Regions from separate parts of the Mus musculus genome. Here region 1 is linked to region 2. The links are chromatin contacts, called in public HiChIP or PLAC-seq maps. All regions are on one chromosome and are shown on one strand. Each heading gives the region's core, a stretch centred on a gene start, on an enhancer-like site or on the middle of the called end of the contact. The rest is flanking DNA. Distances are from core to core; before and after follow the strand shown. Region 1 overlaps Gm30767 (a long non-coding RNA gene). Region 2 has its middle 32 kb from the start of Gm42327.

Region 1 (6,748 bases), core at 946-3,445, 270 kb before region 2:
GCACCCAGACTCAATTCCCAGAACCATCTGAGGACCATGGAATCCATAAGCCCACCTAGTGGCCAGGTCCTACCCCCCTGGGGCTAGAATGGCTGGTCCCAGCTCCCCAACCCCACCCCCGCTGCTCTAAAGGGCCATAATGGCCATTTCTAGTCCCTCAAGATGCAGGCAGCCAAGCTTCACCCTACAGAGATAAATAGATAAGTAAATAAATTAGGTCACAGAATCCCACCAATCCCGGGCCACCCTGGAACCCCTCCCCCCAAAATTCTATCTTACATAAAGCCTGCCTCTTGCTTAGTTGTTTGTTGCTTCTCTCAGAGCCGCGGTGGGCACCCTCAGGTGTCTTTCCCCATAAACCTCTTGTGTGAGGTTTGTTGTGTGGTGTGACTTGGTAGTATTTCTTGGCTCCCGACTGCCAGGATACCTTTTCTCTCAGAGCTGCTACGTCGAGAACGGCCTTGTGATGAGTGTGGTGCTGGAGTTTTCAAGGGTAGCCACTTTGACAGGCATTAAGTCAGGCAAGGGTTGTCTGACTTAACTGCTTCAACAAACCAGAAGATTAAGTAGTTATATAAGAGGTAATAAAAAAGAAGGACCTGGGCTTGGAGAGCCGGCTCAGTAGTTAAGAGCACCAACTGCTCTTCCAGAGGTCCTGAGCTCAAATCCCAGCAACCACATGGTGGTTCACAGCCATCTGTAATGAGATCTGACACCTCCTTCTGGTGTGTCTGAAGACAGCTACAGTGTACTCACATATGACAATAAATAAATCTTAAAAAAAAAGGAGGAAGGAAGGAAGAAAGAAAGAAAGAAAGAGAGAAAGAAAGAAAGGAAGGAAGAGAGGCTAGAGAGATGGCTCAGTGGCTAAGAGTGTTTACTGCTCTCAAAGAGGACCTGAATTTGGTTCCTAGCACTCACTTCAGAGAGCCTACAACTGCCTCTAACTCTGGCTCTGGAGGTTCTGATACAGTTAACACATCCTGCAAATGTAAAAATAGTCCTTTATGTGCCAATAATAATGACTCAGGTTTAAAGTTTGAACCCATATGACCTTGGGTGGGCATCTTTCCTTCCCGTAGATATTTCCTGAAACTCTCCAAACAGAACTTGAAGCTGTTTACAGTTAAAGATAGCCTACCTTCCTGTATCCCTATGGGTTGGTTTCTACCTCATCAATCTTAATCCTGTCAGATGCTGCCTTGGGAACCACCCAGTGACCTCACCTAGGTTTCTTAGCAACCAAAACCCTACAACATCCTACACATGACCATTGAAAAACACCAGGGGCTGGGATACCCCCCCCATGAGGTGCCTGGGCCCTCGCTTGCTCTGTCTTATTCTTCCTTGAAAGTCCCAGACTCTTGGTCTCCGGTGTGTCTCCCATCCTCTGAGTGTCTCTCTTTCTCCCAACCCTCAGGCTTCAAATATCTCATTAAAATCTCTTTGCTTCATATTAGCTAGTCCTGAGATTCCTTTTAGCACCAGAGCCGTCCATTCCGGTTTCCTTGAGTCAAGGTGCCTAGAAAACTACTCTGACTGCTGCGGGTGACAGTGGAGAGCAGGGAACAGTCTCAAGGAGATGCCGCGTGTGGGGATTGATGGACACAGTGTCTCAATCGAAGCCCGAGGAACCTTATGTCTCCTGCTCTGAGCTTTGATCCAAGAGTAGTGGATATTGGTGGCTGCCATCAACATCTTGGAGACAAAGTGTCCTGGAGCTTGCAAAAGAGAGAGAGAGAGAGAGAGAGAGAGAGAGAGAGAGAGAGAGAGAGAGAGAGAGAGACTAAGCAGGGTTTGTTAGCTCAAACCTGCAATCTCTGCATTTGGGAAGGCTGTGAGACAGGAGGATGTTTGAGAGTCTGCGGCCATTAGAGCAAACTTCAGGACGGCCTGTAGTACAGAGTGAGAGTCTGCATCAATACCAAACCAAACCAAAAAGTAACAGATTGGCCATGTGGGCAGAGGCAGGAGGATCTCTGAGTTTCAGAGTCAATTCCAGGACAGCCATGGCTACGCAGAGAAACTCTGTCTTGAAAAAAAAAAGTAAAGAACAAAAACCTAAAATACAAAAAAGAAGAAGAAGAAAAAGGAGGGGAGGGGAGGGGAGGAGAAAAATCAGTCTCTACACCAGCCGCTTATGATTGGGTGAGCTCAGTCATGTGGTCTACCCTGGACCAATGACAGTGCCTGAAACCTCTGGAGCCCAAAGATGGGTAGGAGTGAGCCCACCCCACTTCCCCATAGAGGGCTGGAGGGAGGGGGAGTTTGTTGGGAAGCCCCAAGGGGCCTGTGGATGGAGCTTTGAGAGCTAGTGACCCTTGTGGGCTGGAGCTAGGGTGGGAAGAACCTCGAGTTACACAAACAACTTAAGCGGCAAGGAGCTGCCCTGCACTCTGTGCTGTGGATCCCCGGAGGAAGTGGTTTATTTGGACTGAGGGTGGAGGTGTGTTTGCCAGAGATCCCTGGAGGCCTGAAACCTGAAACCTGAGAAAGACACGGAGCGTGGAGCGGCAGGGGGAGTATGGGAACAGGGTCAGAGGGGACAGCATGAGCAAAGGTCTATGGGCTTCAAACGCCAAGGCAGCGGGGAGTCTAGAAGTTGACGCCAGCCTCAGAGCCAGAATTGAAGCTGGGGCGTGGCTCAGCTAGAAGCGTGCTTGCCTAGAAGCCCTGGGTTCAATCTCTAGCACCTCATATGACAGGGGTGTGTACAGGAGGATCAGAAATTCAATGACGTCTTCATTTTCAGGTGAATTTAAAGCTAGCCTGAGATATCCCCGTGAGCTGTCTTAAAACAAGACTCGAGAGAACTTCAGTTTATATGCTAAGGGGTGTAGCCCAAAGATAGAGTACCTGTACTGCTACGCAAAAATTCCTGAGTTCTATCATCCTTGCTGTCACCTCCATGTGAGAGGGGAGAGGGTAACAACAGGGAACATGGCTGAATAAGTCCTGTGACAGCTTTATCTACTTGGGAAAACTGTTATTCCCCATAGAGACAGGAAGGTTAGGTGATTTTTCTCAGCTACACATTGGGTGGAGCTGAGCTTCAAATCCGGGTGGCTCCAGGGGGACTCAGGTCCCCACCTTGGCAGTAGGAAGGAGAGAGTACTTAGTTGCTCACACCAGGCGGGGACACATCCGGTACACAAGGAAAGAACGCCCCAGTTTGTCTCTGAGAGCTGAGAAGAAGTAAGAGAGATGTGTAGGCAAATCTAAGACGCTGGAGATAGTGGCTCAGAATCGCTCATTGTTTCAGATACCAGGCCAGCAGGAGGGGGCTGTAGAGGCTCAGCTCAAGAATGTCAGCTGTGACTGGTGTGGCAGCTTGGCCTCAAGAACAGATTTTACTTTCCCATGAACTTGTCCTCAAGAAAAAAACAAGAAAATTCATTGTTGATAGCCCTCTGGGGGCTGGGGAGGTGGCTCAGTGGGCAAGCACTAGGACCTGAGTTCGAATCCCCAGCGCACACATAAAAAGTCAGCCTGATGGTGGGCACAGCACGGACAGGTGAGTCCCTGGAGCTCATTGGCTGGCCAGCTTAGCCAATCTGTGAGCTCTAGGTGCAGGGAGAGCTTTTCTCTCAGAAAATAAGATGGAAAGCTGGCAAGATGGCTTAGCAGGTAAAGACACTTGCTGCCAACCTGTATGACCTGGGTTCCACCCCCCAAAACTCACATGGTGGAAGGAAGAACAGGCTCCTTTTGGCCTCCTCAGGGGTACCATGTCAGGTATGTGTGCAGACACTCAAGTGGAAACTTAAGGGTTCTTTGGAAAGTCGATTGGATGGTGGTTTGCTGGGGCAAACACGTGAAGGAACATTTCGTTAAAGTGGACACAGGTGTGAAAGGCTAAGGCAGACTCGGGGAGGAACGTTTCGCTGAAGCAGACACAGGAGACAGGATGTTCAGCTAAGGCAAGCACATGAAAGGACACGTGATGAAGGACTCTTTGCTGACAACATGAACTTATTGGTCCGCCTTACATTGCATAGTTGAGCTGCATTTGTCAGGACACCATAGAGAAAAACACACCCAAAAACTTATGGTGTGTGCTGCAGTTTCTTGCCTCCGCTTCCATACACTTGGGCTGACTGGCAGAGTGATGTCAGCTGAGGCAAGGCCTGTGCTGAGTCAAGGGAGGTGTAGGAGAACTTCTGGTGTCCTTCCAGGTCCCCCCTGCTGACTTGAGCGGAGGCTGAGGCCTGGCTGTCTCTGCTAGGTCATGCCGCTGCTATTGCTAACCTGATTCTACTGAGCTGGACTGCTGGTGTATCTGTGAGGTGTGTGTGAGTGGGTTGAGCTGTTGCTGCCTGCTAACCTATGAACTGAACTGCCGATTTCCAGACCACACAGAAGGGATTTGCTCCAAAGAACCTTTCTAAACAGGCCCACTTCCCCCATATCCTTTCTTTCCCACTACCTCTGGTGGGTGGTGGGCTAAAAGGGAAGTTAAAGCATTTAAGAACCATCATTAAGATTCAGCCGGTGGTCCGGGGAGACATACCTTCCACCTTAGACCATGGCCAAATTCATCTGCCACTTTGAGGAGAAGGCACCGTTGATGGTGGCCTTTGCCATGACTTACCTCGATTGGTCACATTTTGGCACTACGCCAAGGTTGCGATGGTTCCCCCCAACCCCTGGTGAAATCCCTATAGCTATTCAGAGTGTGAAAAAAATCATTCAAAGTGCTAAAACTGGTAGCTTCAAACACCTTACAGTGAAGGAAGCTGTGCTGAACGGTTTGGTGGCCACTAAGGTGTGGATGTGGTTTTATATCAGAGAGTTCATAGGCAAACGTGGCATTCATTGTTCGCTATGATGTCTGAAAACCAACCTTTAACTTCCGATTTGAGTTCTTATTTGAATGTTCTTGGACCATGTGTAACGGAACTGCTATCTGAATAAAATACTAGTTGTTGAAAAACAAACACACAAAAAAGAACCATCATTAAAAATAGGATTTGAGGGCTGGTGAGATGGCTCAGTGGGTAAGAGTACCTGACTGCTCTTCCAAAGGTCCAGTGTTCAAGTCCCAGCAACCACATGGTGGCTCACAACCATCCGTAACAAGATCTGAGGCTCTCTTCTGGTGTGTCTGAAGATAGCTACAGTGTACTTACATATAATAAATAAATAAATAAATCTTTAAAAAAAAATAGGATTTGAGCCAGGCAGTGTTGGCACATGCCTTTAATCCCAGCACTTGGGAGGCAGAGGCAGGTGGATTTCTGAGTTCGAGGCCAGCCTAGTCTACAGAGTGAGTTCAGGACAGCCAGGGCAACACAGAGAAACCCTGTCTCGAAAAAAAAAAATGAATTTGAAAAAAGTTAAAATTACACACAAACGCAAGTTAATAGATGTAATAATAATTAATATTAACATCAATATTAATATTTTATGTGTTATTATATATTATGTACAATTGATAATATAATTACTACTACTATTAATAGACATCTCAAAAAACAAGAAACTAAATAAATAAAAAATATGGATATTGAGTAGACACCTGATGTTGACCTCTGACCTCCCCACCTAGGTACACACAAATGCACCTCACACATACATTCCCAGCGCACAAACACACATGCAAGCAAGCAGATCCTCTGTGACTATATGTACACTAACCTAAGCATGTATGCATAGAATGTCTTTGTTTTGTTTTGTTTTTGAGACAGAATCTCACATTGTGGGATCCAGCTGCCTCTGCCTCCTAAGGACTGGGACTAAAGATGTGCACCAGCATGTCTTGCCAAGACTGTTTTGTTTTTAGTTTTTTTTAATTAATTAATTTTATGTATATGAGCACACTATCACTGTCTTCAGACACACCAGAAGATCCCATTACAGATGGTTGTGAGCCACCATGTGTTTGCTGGGAGTTGAACTCAGGACCTCTGGAAGAGCAGTCAGTGCTCTTAACCTCTGAGCCATCTCTCTAGCCCTCTTTCTTTTTTGAGGCAGGGTTTCTCTGTGTAGCCCTGGCTGTCCTGGAATTCTGTCTATAGACCAGGCTAACCTCAAACTCAGAGATCTGCCAGCCTCTGCCTCCTGAGGGCTGGGATTGAAGGTGTGAGCCACCACTGCCCTGCTTGTTCTCTTTCTTTCTCAGTGGACTTCATCAATGGTGTGTACAGGTGCATGGGGAAGAGGTCGTTTATAGGAGCAAGGCGGCCTTAACCTCGGCTGCACCGCTGAAGAAAATGTCTCCCTCCCCCAGCAACCATGAACTGTTTAGAGATCCCCGGGGAGGGGAGGGACTTCTGTTTCTCCTCCATGATGCTCCCAGTATGGCATAGGTAATCAGCTGCTTGCGAGATGGAGAGTACAGCAGCTGTGGCCAGAGACAGTGTTCCACCACACTGCCCTTCCTCTCTCCCCTCTCCCGTGATCTTCCCCAGCCTTGCTTTTTGTTTGTTTTGAGGCGAATGTCATATGTCCCAGGCCAAGCATGTCCCAGACCTTGAATCTCCTGGCCCTCCTTGCTCCACCTTCAGGTCTTGAACTTGCCTCTGCGCACCCGAATTGGTGAGAGTGTAATTGCGCCGCCACACCTGGTTTATGTGGTACTGGGGGATGGAACCAAGACTTTATGTGTGCTAGGCAAGCACTCTACCAACTCAGCTACATCCCCAGAAGGTAATTTCAATGTCTCTCTGTGTGTGTGTGTGTGTGTGTGTGTAAGTGTGTGTAAGTGTGTGTGTGTGTTTGTCAGAGGGCCTTTTGGGACTCAGATATT
Region 2 (5,986 bases), core at 924-3,423:
TCTGCTGGGAAGGGACCTGGGGTTTCAAGGTGATTTGGCTAATGTCTGGAGATGCAAAGAAGACAGGAGAGATATAGTCGCTCTGAGAGTCAGAGTGGGAACAGGGACAACGAAAGTCCCTGCTTATGGGCACGGATGAAACGTTTCGCATGGCATCTGGCATTGACTCTGAAAGTGAGCTCTACTCTGAGCTGCGAGCAGCCCTCAGCCCTCAAGAAGTGACTGCTGTATGCAAGGTGGGTAGAGGGATCTGGGAGAGTGAGCGCAATGGGGGGCCTGCAAAGGAAAGCAGGGATGGGTTGGGGCAAGTGACACGCCTAAGGCTGCAGGACAGATGCTGTAGAGTGAGAGGCAGCAAGTGACCTCCCCAGAGCACGGGTCCCCTGCGGGTCCAGAAGGGGAGGAGCAAAACTGAGTCAGTGCATCAGACTGGGTTTGACTGCTCCTGCAAACCTCAGAGACCGTGGGCCGAACAAGAGGAAGGTGTGCTGAGTAGCTTTATGTCAACTTGACACGAGCTGTAGACATCTGAGAGGAGGGAGTCTAAGTTGGGAAAATGCCTTCGTAAGATCAGGCTGTGGGCTAACCTGTAGCACATTTTCTTAATTAGTCATTGATGTGGGCGGGTCCAGTCCGTTGTGGGCGGATCCATCCCTGGGATGCTGGTCCTTGGTTCTATAACAAGCAGGCTGAGCAAACCAGTGAGCAGCAACCTTCCATGGCTCCTGCCTTCAGGTCCTTGCCATGTCTAAGTTCCTGTCCTGACTTCCTCTGATGATGAACAGCAATGTGGAAGTGTGAAACAAATAAACCCATTCCTCCCTAAGTTTGGTCATGGTTTTTCTTTACAGCAACGGTAACCCTGACTACAACAGAAGGTTTGTGTCCCATTGGTCAGGAAGCAAGGGCTCAAGTGTAGAAGCTGATGGTGCCGCATCTCTGTTTCTTATTTCTTTCTCCTTTGCCAGCCTCAGTACATGGCTTCATCTTTGCTATAGGTAACTTCGTGTTCCAAAATGGCGGCTGATGCTTCAGTTATCAGGTCTGAATTCCAGATGTGAAGACAGGGCCACGGATATACTCAACTAGCCAACACTGAGCTGACAGACAGATGGACTTGGAAATGTGACTTTTAGGGCTGAAGATGTTGGTAGAGTGTGCTTAGCATGTGTGGGGCCCTGGTGGCTCCCAAGTGCTGCATACACACATACATATAGGGGGTGAGGGAAATGCATACATGCATATGGGATGAGGGGCATGCCTATAATGTCAGCACTGGGGAGATGGATGCAGGGGGATCAGAAGTTAGGGTCATCTTGAGCTACAAAGCGACCCAATGAGGCCACCATGAACTACACAAAACCCTGCCGCAAAAATACACCAAACAAACAAAAAGCCAGAAAAGCAAAGAAGCTAGAGTAAGCAGAAAAATGGGCATGCTAGCTTCTGCTGGGGGTCCTGTGTCTGCCCTTCAGAACAAAACCTGCCCAGTGTCATGCCTTCCATATGACCACCCTTCTCCTCCAGGTCAGCTGTCCCGAGTCCTCACCCACCCCTTAGAGCACAGGCCGATAGGACATGGGCTGACAGAATCACTCACAGTGTGCCTGCTCCCTGGGGTCTCAGCTGGGGCTGGAGGAGTGAGGACCCCCAGCTCAGCCACCAGCAAGAGAACAACTCCAGGAAGGAGCAGGAGCCATGGGGCCCAGAGAGGAGAGGAAGGAGAGGTAGCTGGAGGGACTGGAACAAACGAGCTCACTAAGGCTTTCTGGTTTGGGAAGGAGGGAGAGGCGCTGGGCAGAAGGCTGGGGAGGTTTAGCTAATTTGACCCACCTGTTCTGGCTACACAGCCTGCTGACCTATCCAAAGGGAAACTGTTGCCTTTCCAGTTGCTTTGGTCTGATCTGGAATGCTCTAAGACTCCTCATAGCTAGTCAGTGGTTTCCCAGAATTCCACTGTTCCTCTTTCTAAACAATTTTTTAAATTCTGTGTGTGGGCACGTAGAGTCCAGAGGATGGCATAAGATCCTGGAGTTAGCGTTGTGAGCCACCGGGCATGGGTGCTGGGAATCAGACTTGTCCTCTGGGACGGCAGCAAGCATCCCTAGTTGCTGAGTCACTTAAGCAGCTCCTACTCCTCTTTTTGAAATGCTATAGAGCCCCACCCCACCCTACCCCATTTCACCAGCTGTGACTATGGCTGCTGTGAGCACTGCCCTGCCCCACCCCACACCCCGCCCCACCCACCCCACCAGCTCTCTACTACAATGGCTGCTGTAAGGCCTCTTTGGAAGTTCATAAAGCATGAAGATGGGGGTCCAGCGGGGAGTCCTGATTCTCTCCAACCCAACTCTTCACCTTCTTGGACCTGCCATTTCTTCTAAACCATATTTGGTCTCTGTGTTGCCAAGAAAGGTTTGTAGAGAAAACCAGTGTGGGCTGAGTGAATGCCCAACATGGTGTGGACAGCAGCTCAGGGGCCTCCATCCTCTCAGGTCCCCAAGAGGCCTGAGGACAGCTGTCATGCAGCCTGAGTGTGCCCTTTCCAGGAACTCACCAGAGACGCCTCACCAGGAAGGAAGGAAGAAGAGGAGGAGGAGGAATAGAAGGAGGGGGAGGACAAAGAGGAAGAGGCAGAGGAAGAGGAGAAGGAAGAGGGAAGGAAGAGAGGGAGGAGGAGGAGAGGGAGGAAGAGGCGCTACTCGTTGCCTACTGGTCCAGAGCTCCTCTACCAAGTGGGAGACAAAGAGAACTGTGGCCCCTTTTGTCAGCAACCCCAAGTTGGTGACAAACTCAGAGAGCATTCTTTTGTCTCCTCCCTGTCCAAACCCCTCTGATCTCTGGCCCAGCTCAGGTGGGGGCGGGGGGGGGGGGTGGTCCTGAGGCTCAGTCAGTGGAGGTAGAGGCAAGATCTGCATTTTAACAAATGCTAGCAAGCACCTGTCATGAAGCGGTCACCTGCCATTTCTTGAACGCCACTGGAGGAAGGAAAATTCAAAACTATAAGGCTAACCAGGGATTCAGGACTGTTGTTCCAGCTACTTAGGAAGCTGAGGCAGGGGGATTGGAAAGTCAAGGGCTGCAGAGCAAATCCAAGGCCAGTCTGGGCAAATCAATGAGACCGTGTGTGGAAATAGGGGCCTGCCTAGCATGGGTAAAGCCCCGAGTTTCATGGCCAACACTGTAGCACAATGTCACTTTGTGTCTGACTTGAGATGTGACTCATGCTGAGAGACACTGTCTGTATAATGAGGTGTCTGTGGGCTGTTTGCAGCTTTAGCTTTTATCTTTCATTGCATCTCCTAGATCATCTGCAATAAGCACCAGTTATTTTTAGTCAGAGCAGAACATGTGAGCCCTTTGTTGGGGACTCTGCCCACAAGAGCTAGCTGACCCTGCTCCCTAACTCTGGCCTCATGGAGGCTTGGCTCTTTGCTGTTGCCACACTTGTCCCCCAGCTCCCCACAAAAAGGCCTGACCTGGGACTTCTGGTTCAGATCCTTCCAGGTGCCCTCACAGGTAGCGTACTCTCTTCCACGAGCAGACCTGCAGCCAACAGGACCTTGTCAAGTGTGCAACACCATGGACGCCACCAGTGTTCTTCAGCTCAGAAGCCTTGGTCACGCCTGAGCTCTGCCCAAGCCTGCTGCTCTGCCCCTATGCCAGGTTCTGGGGTGATCCAGCCTGCCCTCAATACCCACCAGCCTGTCCAGTATCACAGAACAACCCTGGGTGGTTCTATACTGAATGTCCTTCTTTCATTGTGAGCTATGCTGGCTGTAAATGTGAACACAGGTTTGCAGGGTCTAGAGAGGCAACTTCTTCATGCTCACAGCCATGACGAATCAACAAGTAGGCTCCTTGTTCTGACATGGTCTTGCAGGGAGACCGTACCCAAATCAACCCAGCATCTCTGCATCGATAGACAATTCTGTCCAGTAATGAAACTGCTTTAAAGAGAGGTGGCAGATACCGGACACGCCTGCTGTGCCCTCCATGGCTTCACCCTGACAGACATTACTAATGAATCTTAGGATCCTTTGCTGTGGAGTCAAATCCATACCTCAGAATTTGTCTTAACACTGTGTACCAAGCAAAACAAACATTCAAGGCAAAAGCAGTTTACTTTTGTAACAAACTAGCTGATTAAAATGTAAAAAACCGTCAATCCTCAGTTCTCCAAGCTGAAGAACAGTGGTCAACACAGTGAACTGAGATGAGTTTTGGGTAAGAGTCCGCATTAAAGCCTGTTCGGAAGTCAGACTTCCTGCAGCCACCAACCATCATAAGCCAACTCCAGACCAACTACTTCCACCTTCCTGGAACCGACCGCTGGTCATTCGGCTGGCGCCCCCTACTGTCCAACAGTCTTTACTGCAAGTTTTCCATTTCCCCTCCTAGAGGAAGCACACACTGGCATGATCCCCGCACTGGGCCACACTGTCTCCTACTAACTGGGGAGGGCGGGGAGGAGGGGGTGGTTCTGTGTGACCCTGCTCTGTGTCTTCCCTTCCTCACCACATGTCATTCACACAGAGTTCTGTGGTCCATCCTCAGTTGGTAAACTCAGACCACCTGAGGAGAGGAGCCTGGTTCTTGGTCACACAAGTCCAGGACAAAACCAGGACTCGGAACTCTATAGTCCCAAATTTATGCTTTCTTTAGCGCCTTACCCTGTTCCTCCTCTCAAAAAAAGGCAGAAAAGCAGCCACCTTGGGCTCTGGAGCCCCTGGGATCCCCCAGGGCCTTCATCTATTTCCAGGTTGGCCTGGAACTGTGGAGAGATCTCTCTGGGGCAGTCCTCAGTCCCATGCCAGGGGCATCCCTTCCCCCACTTCTCTGAGCTCATCTCTTCACATGCTGGTGTGGGGGTGGGGAAAGGTGTGGTGGGGTCCCTCAAATGTCACTTCTGCTAGGAGCCCATCTTCCACCACCTGCAGGTCACACCACACTCCTCACTCTCTGTCTGTGTGGCCCTGAACATAGGGCAGGCACCCGATAATTACTTGTTGACTGGATAAATTAAGACCTCAAAACGGGAATAACAAAGGAGTCATGGACTGGGAACCAATGGGTTCGGGAATCGAGACTTGAGCTGGGTGTGGAGGCAAACACCTTTAATCCCAGCACTTGAGCAGGAGAGGAAGGCAGATTTCTGAGTTCGAGACCAGCCTGGTCTACATAGCCAGTTGCAGGACAGTCAGGACTACACAGAGAAACACCTCCTCTCCCTCTAGAAATAAATCTAGGTTTGGGGATACCCCCACTGTTGGGTAACCTTGGCAAATGTGTTAGTTACTCTACTCAGGGCTTAGACAAAAGTGACTTAAGAAAAGATCCAGTTTATTTGGGCTTAGAGTTCTAAGAGGCACAGTTTATCCTAGTGAGGAAGGTGTGGATGTGGGAACAAGAGTCACAGGACAGGTAGGAAGCCAAAAGTGACAAAGCTAGTGCTCGGCCCACTTCCTCCTTAGTGTGACGTCCTGGACCCCAATTCATGGGACGGTCCTACCCACATGTAGAGTGCATCTTCCCACCTGAATTGACCTAATCTAGAGGACTTCTCTCAGGCATAACCAGAGATTGGTTTCCATGGTGATTTTAAATTCTCATGAAGTTGACAATCGAGATCAGCATCATGAGTGGCAGCCTCTGAGCCTGGAAGTTTCTGGCAGGGAGACCCCTTTTGCAGAGTGCAGCCGAATCCTGAGCTCGATGAGGAGGGGAAGGAGCCAAGTCCCCTCGGGAAGGGAGAGAGTCCTGGTGAGCAACCCCACAGACCAAGCCAGCCTCTGGGATAAGTGCAGATGGCCTGCAGCTCCGAGTAGGAGGCCCAGAGACTGGGAGATAGGCCGCCCAGCCGCTGCCCAGGTGTGCCTGTTTGATCCCGGGGTGGGAAAGGGAGCCAGCAGCTTGACTGTGGGGCCCTCATCCCAGCTGGTGCCAGCGCTGGAGCCAGCCATGCCTGTGTCCAGATGACCTGGCA

Evidence for each region. HiChIP or PLAC-seq counts read pairs in DNA pulled down with a chosen protein or histone mark.
Region 1: a contact with region 2 is called in an H3K4me3 HiChIP or PLAC-seq map of embryonic stem cells, with 19 read pairs. The contact joins two enhancer-like sites. A contact is called at or near these places in 7 of 39 promoter capture datasets (the HPC-7 cell line, cranial neural crest, embryonic stem cells and 4 more), 5 of 484 Hi-C or Micro-C datasets (the Ba/F3 cell line, CD4 T cells, bone marrow-derived macrophages and 2 more), 5 of 115 datasets of contacts at active chromatin or transcription factors (embryonic stem cells, pancreatic cancer cells and vascular smooth muscle cells) and 1 of 9 other capture datasets (embryonic stem cells).

The regions. Positions count from the first base shown.
Region 1 is chr4:135,288,453-135,295,200 of GRCm38.p6, reverse strand. Gm30767 (a long non-coding RNA gene) reads right to left here. Exons shown (of 3, transcript XR_390830.3): 3 at 6,057-6,748. It also overlaps the pseudogene Gm12983. Among named protein-coding and RNA genes, the nearest start is that of Gm30701, 6.5 kb to the left of the region's middle. Within about 2 kb of position 2,195, at least 154 of the 459 cell types and tissues checked have an H3K27ac peak or open chromatin away from gene starts, as enhancers often do. A contact at or near this core is called in the Ba/F3 cell line, the HPC-7 cell line and embryonic stem cells, where this site is marked.
Region 2 is chr4:135,016,613-135,022,598 of GRCm38.p6, reverse strand. No RefSeq gene overlaps it. Among named protein-coding and RNA genes, the nearest start is that of Gm42327, 32 kb to the left of the region's middle. Within about 2 kb of position 2,173, at least 44 of the 459 cell types and tissues checked have an H3K27ac peak or open chromatin away from gene starts, as enhancers often do. A contact at or near this core is called in the Ba/F3 cell line, the HPC-7 cell line and embryonic stem cells, where this site is marked.